2 separate regions of the Zea mays genome follow, and region 1 is linked to region 2. Evidence: chromatin contacts called from public Hi-C data. All regions are on one chromosome and are shown on one strand. Each heading gives the region's core, a stretch centred on a gene start, on an enhancer-like site or on the middle of the called end of the contact. The rest is flanking DNA. Distances are from core to core; before and after follow the strand shown. Region 1 holds the start of LOC100193789. Region 2 holds the start of LOC103629864 (UDP-glucuronate 4-epimerase 1).

Region 1 (4,494 bases), core at 1,230-3,729, 260 kb after region 2:
AACTCGACCTGCGGGGGTAAGACAACCCCCGAGTATTGTATTAAGAAGAAGGCTTTCTCACACAGGTCGAGAAAATCCCCAAACCCCTGCCCCACTCATACACAACGGCATCGAAGCCCATGTGAGAACGACCGTGACCAGGGCCGAGCCTTAGACCTGTGCTTTGGCGTGGGACGGGCGAGGGGATTTTTTTAACCACAGCCTGAAATTCGCTCCCACGGGGAGTCGAACCCAGGACCTGAGGAGTGCTACTCAGACCACCTAACCAATTCAGCTAGAGGCCCTTTCGCTATAATGTCTAATAAAGTAATTGTATATTACTAGTAGACAGGTTGATGCGCACAACTAGCAGCCACCATCTACAAGATGCACAGTGCTAAACTGCTAGCTAATACTGTTGCACTTGACGATATAATATTGCCAGTGCAAACCCTGATGGTGACAAATATACATATAGACAAACTTTTGAAAATCAAGGAGCCATGTACAATAAACAGATCAGGCACTGTATCTCCTGTGACAAGATAAGGTGCAGCTGAACCAGATATCCAAATGATCATTTCATTGAGCAAATATCTATCAAATGCATCAAATACATATATATTGTACCACAAGTCCACAAGCGTGCCATGTAAACACCTTGATGTGTATGTCCTTGATTGGAAGTTTGAAACAGAACAATAGTCAAGTACACTCATGTTCCCTATTTTTAGAATTATTGTCACTGAACATGCAGTAGCAGTGACTCAGATCGTCCGACTAATCGCGATTAGTCGGTCTGATCAGTTTTAAGCACTCGATTACAGGAGTCGATTCGATCAGAGGAGCTGATCGTCCTTATCGTCCGACTAATCGTCGATATGGTGCGATTAATCGCCTTATTGGGAGATCAGCCAAACAACATAGATCCGGTCAGGGTAGTCCAACAGGCGCCTGGAGCCATTAATTAGTCTCTTCTGCTTCCCAGGCGCCTCTTCAAATTCCTGGTCGCCACTGGAGCCAATATGAATTAGCCACTTCTGCTTCCTAGGCACCTCTTCAGATTCCTGGTCGCCTCTTCAGCTTCCCAGGCGCCTGTATTTCCATCCTCTTCTATCTTCTATGTTCTCTGCTTAGTTAGCTCTCTCCCCCTCCCATTCTCTGTTTAGTATGCTGTCCTCGGAGGCTTGGACACACCTGTGACCTGTCTCACAGGCGGCTACCCAGGGGCTACAGATGAGCACCTCTTCTGAAGGTACCTTGACTCTCAATCTCAGAGTTCCAGATTGAACACTGAAGAGATCCATGGTGATGGACGAGTTTCAGACTTGCTGAATGCTGAGTTGCTAGTGATCTCTAATTCTAAGTATATTCTATATCTATACTCTGTAGTTCTATACTATATAAGTATATACTGTTATATACAATGTTATATATCAATATATAGTGTTATACACTTATACTGTCCTGGGCTCCTGGCGACCAGGTGGACGACTAGGGTCTATTAGGGGCGACTAATCGCCCTAAACGTCGCGCTAATCACGACTAATCTGCTGATCGCCCAGGCCAGAAGATCAGGCGATCTGAAATCCATGCAGTAGAATTTGGAATCTTGTTAATGTCTCTGCGAGGAACTAGTCTATATGAGCGAACAATATACTCAATTCAGCTCACTATACAGAACTAAGGCTCACATCTGACAATTTAAACTTTAAACAATAAATTGCAGGCAGCACGCACTGCTCAGAAACTGTAAGCAGTGAGCAGACGAGCTGAGCACATCACGCGGTACACGGAGCAACCACATGTATATAGAAATTCCCAAAACCGAATGAAGTGATTGCTAAACCAACATGATCTTGTGCGTTGCGCGTTATGATTATGCCTACACCATTGCTTCCGACAAAATCAAGCGCAATCAAACCCCGTTTGACTCCAAACATTAGCCAATCAAAAGGCGACGGATCGTATCTACGAGTAGTAGGGTTAGCTGAGGCTACTTACGCCACTCCAATATGTCGTTGGGCAGTGGGCGAGCCACGACCTGCGGCGGCGGTTCCTTTAATCCATCCAAGGCAAAAAAAATCAACCATTAGATAACGAACCACGACGAAGCCCAATCAAAACAACGCGCGCCAATCGACCACAATCGAGCCAGGAATCAAAGGGAGCTCACCTTACAGAGCGCATGGTACTCCTTCTGGAGCCGCTTCAGGCAGCCTTTCTCCGCCATGGCAAAACCCTACCCGCCTACACAGCGACCGCACCCGCTGAAACCCTAAAGCAATCCCCCCGCCCGCACGCCCGCCCGCCCGAACGCGCGGACCCGGACACCCAATTGGGGATCCGATCAAATCAAATCCAGCCCTGTCCCGTAGCTGATCAGGAGCGGCCAATCGTGCTTGCCAATCGAATCGGGGACTGCACGGGCGCCGATTTGGTGGAATCTCAGTCGGCTGGAAGGAGGAGGGCAGGGGATCGGGAGCGGATCGGCAGCCGCGTTCCCCGGTGCGAGGGGAGAAAGCCAACGGGTGGTGGTCTAGTACGTGGGGAATTTTTTTTCGGGGGGGCGCATGATGTGCTTGGAGATTCGAGCGTAGCCGTGTCCGGCGCGCGTAGATGTAGCTGGTTTGGTAAGCTACCCAACAGCACAGCAAAACACTATTTTACAGCGTTTATAAAGTTTGAAATAAAAGATAATCATGAGTAAAGTGAATATAACGGGTGTTTGGTTTGAGTAACAAGATTATCTTTTTTTTCTCATCTTTTATTTTTTATTTTGTTTGTGAAATAGAATAAGTTGATTCGTTACCACCTCATTTCTCGTAATGTAATAATTAGTATATACATGAAGAATGAGTTGATTCCACCAAAATTTATGGCATAAGCTCATGATGTATCACCTTATGAAGTATAAAGTCTGTTTGATTGGGTCGTGGCTGTGAAAAAAAAACTATTATGGTTGTGACCTGTGAGAAAAGCTGTTGTGGACCGTGAGCTGTCAAAAAAGTAAAAATTATTTGGTGGAAACCACTAAAATCGATAAAAGTTTTTTCATATATATTTTTACAATTCTATCCGAAAGCCACTAAAATCAGGTCCACAGCTGCTTTCAGTTTTACAGTGCGATAAAGTCGGCTTTTAGAAAAAAATGTTTTCTAAATCCAACCCTTTGGTTTAGTTTTTTATTTTTAGGGGGCAAAAATCGAAACAAAAAACAAGCCAAACACATTTATAGGTTGATTACCTAAACCAAACACACCATAAGATGGTTTGGAATAATTCTTAACTAGATCACTTCTCTAAATTATATAAGTTTTGATCACTACAACTATTCCTGCCGTATTCCGGGACAAACGAACAAGTGAGCGTCTCGGACTCTCGGTTATGGCTAGGGGTGGATAACGAGTCAGCTTGGCTCGGCTCGTTCGAGTTCGAGCTGGCTCGTTAAGCTAACGAGCCAGCTCAGCTCGACTCGTTAAGTTAACGAGCCACAGAGTCAGCTCGGCTCGTTTACGAGCTCGAGCTAGAGTAGAAAAAAATAAAAATATACATAATAATTAATTTTTAGTTAATTTTAAACTAATTTAACAATAGAAAATAATAATTATACTCATAGTTTCACAAACCACGTCAATATAACATCAAATTAGCACAATTCATCACTCATTAATTCACAATTCATGTATATGTTCGTCTGTTTAACCCATAATTATATTTGCATAGACCAAATTAGCACATAGACATAGTTCATTAATCATTAGTTTAATTCATAGGCCATAGACACCTCACATATATAACATGTTCATCAATTATTTTGTAAATGATATACATATAGTTTCGTTTTGCTGGAATATGGTAGCTCGTTTAGTTCACGAGCTGGCTCGTTAACGAACCGAGCTAGGACGTCAACTTAGCTCGTGAAAAAATTCAAACGAGCCGATTCGAACCGAGCTGACCATGAACCGAGCGAGCTAGCGAGCCACGAGCATTTCGTCTAGCCCTAGTTATGGCTGATGGCCGACGAAAGAGATAAGATGTCAACAGCAGAAGAGGCCTATGCAGATGTCGACCGTAGAAGAGGTCTATGCGGAGGTTTCGAGTATATAGCCAGCTAAAATGTGCGGGAAAAAAATCATCGTGGAATGGCAAAATAGTCATTTGGTGTATTCGAAGAGATATGTATATTCAATATTAGATTACACGAAATAAATTGAAATATAAATGTATCAAGAATTTCATATGCAATTATGAAGAGTGTCTCTAAGAAAGTTTGCTCTTGAAGGTCAGTTTAGAGACCTTTTAGAAAAAGTTAGGCTCGGATAGATAATTCTAAAAGGAGTCGATAAACATGTAGTCTAGGCTTAAATACAACCGTTTGCATCTCATATGGCCCATCTAAGCCTAAAACTACAAGGAGTTATATAGGTTAATACTAGATATCCCCTCCGTCTCAAAATAGTAGTCCTTTTATCTATTTATTTTTCTGTCTATGTTCAAATGGATGGTAATGAA
Region 2 (5,138 bases), core at 2,441-4,940:
CATTTTTTTACGCCTCTCCCAAATAGATGTTTTAGTTGTCCTCAGTCATACAATCTTAAGTTTGACTAATTTTATACTAAAAAATACAGATATCTATATTACCACCATTCCACCAAATAGGTATCTTATATTCACCACGGAACTATTTTTATAGTATGCCTATTTCTTGTTATAAGTGTTGACATTCTTTTTTGTGAAGTTTGTCAAACTTAAAATAGTTTGACTTAGGCAAACCTGAATGACATGGTTTTTTTGGACAGAAGTAGCAGTTTTCTAGTATATTGAAAGCAATGGCTATTAGTGCATGCTTGGATATAGACTGAAAGGGAAAACTTCAGCCTGCCTTCTTTTTCAATTGCTATTGCATCCTTTTCATTTCTCATGTGTTGAAATTTTGAGCATGTGAAGATCGTGTGGAGTTTGTAAAAAATGGACTATGCATTGTTTGAGGCGGTCCAATTGGCTTACCTAAAGTGACCTGTTTTGTACTGATCCATTTCGCTTGCTATTGCATCCTTTGCATCTCTCACGTGTTAAAATTTTGATCATGGACGATTGCGTGGAATTTGTAAACTTGGACCGTACATTTTTTCGCGGTGGTCCAGTTGTCATAGCTTTTAGTTAGCTGGCAATTACTTGTGAAAATTCTCTTATATGTGACACTTCATTTTTCTCTAATGAGATAGAACTACTGATGCTTTGTACTGATGTTCCACTCACTTCTCATTTCTTAACTTCTACTCTTCCTCTGATTTGGTTCAGTGACCTATCAGTAAATTTTGAATTTGTCCCATTCGCAGTTGCAAGCTTGGTGAAAGCAAGATCATCCTCTGTGAAGAGGGTAGTAAGCACAAGTTGCAGAAGGTTCAGCTTAACTATCCAAGGTCGGCTCTTGAAAACAGCAATAAAGAACTAAATTCAAATCCAAAACCAGTTTGAACCTACTTTCTCTTGCTGTTGATCCAATACCTCGTTTTCTTGGTTGACAGTGACGATGTGACATTTGCCCTCAAGGAATCCCCAGATCTTCCTTGGCTATCCAAGTACTTGTGAGGTTCATATTACATTAACCATTAATTCCTGGCGTTCTGTTGCATTTCTGTTCTCTTTGGAAGCAACGATTCACTTTACCTGCAGTAAGTTCTCTTTGCATTGCTGATGCCCTGATTGCGGCTTCAATTCTTGGACCTGCTAAGGAGCTGAGCACATTACATATCTTATCATATGCAGGACCTTGCATACACACGTCCCATGGTCGATCTGCAAAGGAACCATCGAAGGATGTCGGCATGGCGCTGCACCCAAGGGATCACGCATATTTAATCGCACAACAGGAACATAAAACGTTAAGAAATATGTACGTCTGCAATTTCGTCTCCTTCAAACTATGGTGTTGTTTGTGTTGTATTGAACTGCCGCGTGTGAGCTGATCCAATTGTTTTCTATTGCCATCTTTCAGTAACTATATACGAATTGTTCGTTAAACATTGACAGTTTTGAATAAGAAACATTGAGATATCAAATTTGTACTTTGCCGGCCCCAGTGTGATGACCATCTAAGAGTATATTTGTTTGAGTTGTATTTTTTTATGTTTTCTAAAAAGCGGTTGTTGGTTTTTTTGACGCTGAGAGTCGACGATAGCTTTTTTCGATAATGTTATTAGTTTTCTAAAGTTAGGAAGCTCGAAAGAAATCTTTAAAAAGCCGGCCCTCCGTTTGATCGTTCTGTCGCCGTCCCCTCCTCTTCTGTCCTAACCCAACTACAACAGCCAGTCAACACAATTTCCCCCACAACTTGTGTGGACCCAGACGAGAGTGGAAGGCACGAGCGACATCATGAGTTCCTGAAGGTATGCGTCCCACGGTTGTATCCGTAGTAGGAGAGGTACCACCTGACGAACTTCTTCAACCCCATCTCCAGGCTCGTCGTGGGCTTGTAGCCGAGCTGCTCCCGGGCCAGGCTGATGTTTGCGTGCGTGTAGGGCACGTCGCCATTGCCGGGCATCTCCACCACGTTCTTCTTGGCCTTCACCCGCAGGTACCTCTCCAGGATGGACACCAGCGTGGGCACCGTGACGGGCGACGTGTTCCCCAGGTTGAAGATCCGGTACGGCGCCGGGCCGCGCTTCTTGCCGCCGGTGCCGGTGCTCCGGCCCGCCGTGTCCAGCGACGCCAGGCAGCCGCGCACGATGTCGTCGATGTAGGTGAAGTCCCGGGCGAGGTCGACGCGGTCCCTGCCCCTGTACACCGTGATGGGCTTCCCCTGGAGGATGTTGCGGGTGAAGGAGAAGTAGGCCATGTCGGGGCGCCCCCACGGACCGTACACGGTGAAGAAGCGGAGGCCGGTGACGGAGAGGCCGTAGATGTGGTTGTAGGTGTGGGTGATCTCCTCGCCGGCCTTCTTGGTGGCGGCGTACAGCGACGCAGGCCGGTCGGTGCGGTGCGCCTCCGAGAAGGGGACGCGGTCGTTGAGGCCGTAGACGGAGGAGGAGGACGCCCACACGACGGCCGGCTGCGGGTCGGCGTCCTTGCAGGCCTCGAGGAGGGACACGAGGCCGGCGATGTTGGAGTGCACGTACGACGCCGGGTTCTCCATGGCGTAGCGCACGCCGGCCTGCGCCGCGAGGTGGAGCACGTGGGTGAAGGGCACCACGTCGAAGAGCTTGGCCAGGAGGCGGCCGTCGTTGATGTCGCCCTCCACCACGAACACGCCGTGGGAGCCCAGCAGCGCGCGCCGGGCCTTCTTCAGCGAGGGGTCGTAGTAGGAGTTGAAGTTGTCGAGGCCCAGGACGCCGTCGCCGCGCTTGCGCAGCGCCAGCGAGCAGTGCGTGCCCACGAAGCCGGCGGCGCCCGTGACGAGCACGGACAGCCCGGCGCCCTCCGCGGACCCCGGCGGCCGCCGCGGCGACGCCGACGCCCGGATCTGCCGCTCCCAGTGCAGCCCGCCCCAGGACGCCGCGAAGTAGCGGGAGGAGGTGTCCACGATGGAGTGGACGCTCAGGTACGTGGCCGTCATGGCCACCAGGAAGAGCGCCCACAGGAACATGGTCCCCGTGGACGCGAAGCAACGGTGCAGGTACCGGCTCATCGCCCCCGCCCGCTCCACCTTCACCTTCCCCGGCGTCGACGGGTACAGGTCCTCCTCCAGCACTCGCATCCTCCTCGCATGCGATCCACCTGTACTGCACTGCAGCCCACTCCGGCGGCCAATGCGCTAGCTAGGAGCTTTTGCAGCTGGTCTCGGTCGGTCTCGGGATCAAGCCGTCGATTCCACCTCTTGCTGGCTGCTACTCCTCTATATATGTGACGACGTTCTTGCATGCGCTTTCCTTGCAAGATCGTCTTCTCGGAGTTGGCATGGTGCACGACGATGAGCGGAGGCGGCCGGCACGCGCTAAGGGAACTAAGGAGGGGAGGAGAGAGAAAGGTGAGATGTTATAAATAGCCATTGTTGGCTTCGCGTGTTGTGTTTCCAGGGCTCGGCGATGTTGATGGAGGTCCCTGTAATTTAGCCCCGTCTATTTTTAGCTGCTGGAGTTGACACACAATGACACAATACTGCGCTCTTCTAAGCTCGGTCGCCTCGACGTAGATGCTTCCTCCTCCTCTCCTTCTGGCGGCAGCTGCTCTCGAGGAGGTTTGAAAGTGGCGTGACCATTAGGACCGTTTGCACACGGCAAAGGGCTCTCAGTGAAAAAAAAAATCGTCGGTATAGGACTAGAGATGTCCAAATGGGCCGCCCGGCCCGGCCCGGCCCGGGCCCGGTGAAGCTCGGCCCGTTTTGGGCCCGGCTCGCCAGGCACGGTTAGAAAACCGGGCCGGGCCGTCTAGGCACGCGGGCTCAATTCCCTGTCCGAGCCTGGCCCGCAGCGGGCCTAAACGGGCTATGCGGGCCGATAAGTACTTTTTAGTGTAAAAAAGCGGGCTTAACGGGCTTAGAGGTAAACGAGCCGTGCCGGGCTAGCCCACCATGCCTAGTTTCTTGTCCGAGCCCGGCCCGCTTATTCGTGCCGGGCCGGCCCGGGCCCGCATAGAACCAGGCCGTGCCGGGCTCAAACAACGGACTTCGTGCCGGGCTCACGGGCCTCGTGCTTATTGGACATCTATATATAGGACTTCTTGCCGACTGCTAAATCCAAACTTGGCAAATAAAAAGTGCCTTAATAGCGTGAGTGATGGTGATAGAGTCTTTATCGAGCGCCTGAGTTTGGCACTCAACAAAGCAAGTTCTAGGTAGCTCACACAACTTGTGTCAAGTGGTATGGTCAGTGCACTCGGCAAAGGTGGGAGCTTTGTTAAGTGTCTTGGCTTTGACACTTAGCAAAGGAAGTTTCCAGGTGTCCAGACAATGTGTCTTTTGTCGACTGCTCTGGACATTGCATTCATCAAGACACCTTTTGCCGAGTGCAACACTCACTACAGGAAACTAATTAACTTCCAAGAGCCCAAATCATCAGAAGTTAGCTACCAACTCTCGGAAGTTATGAGCACTATCGAAAGTTAAGTGGTGCCATCAGAAGTTAAGCTCTCGGAAAGTTTCGGTTGAAAGTTAGCTTAACTTCCTACAACTATCTTCGAAGTTAGCTAACTTACGACGGCTAACAGTGCCTCTCTAAAGTTAGCCTAGGTCTGACGTCGTCCGCGGGCCTGACACCATCAACCACTAACTTCCGACGACTCAGCCTCCTCTCTCAAAAGTTAGCTAACTCTAGGAAGTTAAATTGACCACCATTATAAATATTGTTTCTTTTTCAGTTTCCACCACATTCCACAACATTACACATAGAATAGCAACAACACCACACCACATTTCACATATAACATCTCACATACAATCACCATAAGAACAATAACAAAGACAATAATAGTCTTATCTATTTCATCACAATCACAAAGGTCACAATGCGGGTCTCAAAAGTGTCGAATCTCATCTCATAAGTCACAACTACAAGTAACAACAATATTAAATCTCACAAAAGTCACAAAAGTCTCATAGGTCACTGCTGTCGATCATCATCGGGAAACTCACACGAGTGATGTTCGCCACCACCACTGGCAGGCGGCGCTGTGGTGCTCGACGGCAGGGCGGCTGGCCAGGCACGGTGGCGTGATGATGGGCAACGTGGTGGCAACGGGCA

The links. A called contact is a pair of places that touch in the nucleus more often than the background predicts.
Region 1: a contact with region 2 is called in a Hi-C map of ear, with 2.4 times the contacts expected there. The contact joins the promoter of LOC100193789 here to the promoter of LOC103629864 in region 2. A contact is called at or near these places in 2 of 25 Hi-C or Micro-C datasets (ear and tassel).

Annotation. Positions count from the first base shown.
Region 1 is chr6:118,972,744-118,977,237 of Zm-B73-REFERENCE-NAM-5.0, forward strand. LOC100193789 reads right to left here and starts at 2,480. Exons shown (of 9, transcript NM_001138874.1): 1 at 2,156-2,480; 2 at 1,984-2,038. The coding sequence starts at 2,212.
Region 2 is chr6:118,711,062-118,716,199 of Zm-B73-REFERENCE-NAM-5.0, forward strand. It overlaps LOC103629864 (UDP-glucuronate 4-epimerase 1), which reads right to left and starts at 3,691. Exons shown (of 1, transcript XM_008650954.3): 1 at 1,679-3,691. The coding sequence starts at 3,157. The coding sequence ends at 1,835. It overlaps LOC100280350, which reads left to right. Exons shown (of 17, transcript NM_001361062.1): 15 at 801-884; 16 at 990-1,136; 17 at 1,231-1,410. The coding sequence ends at 1,053.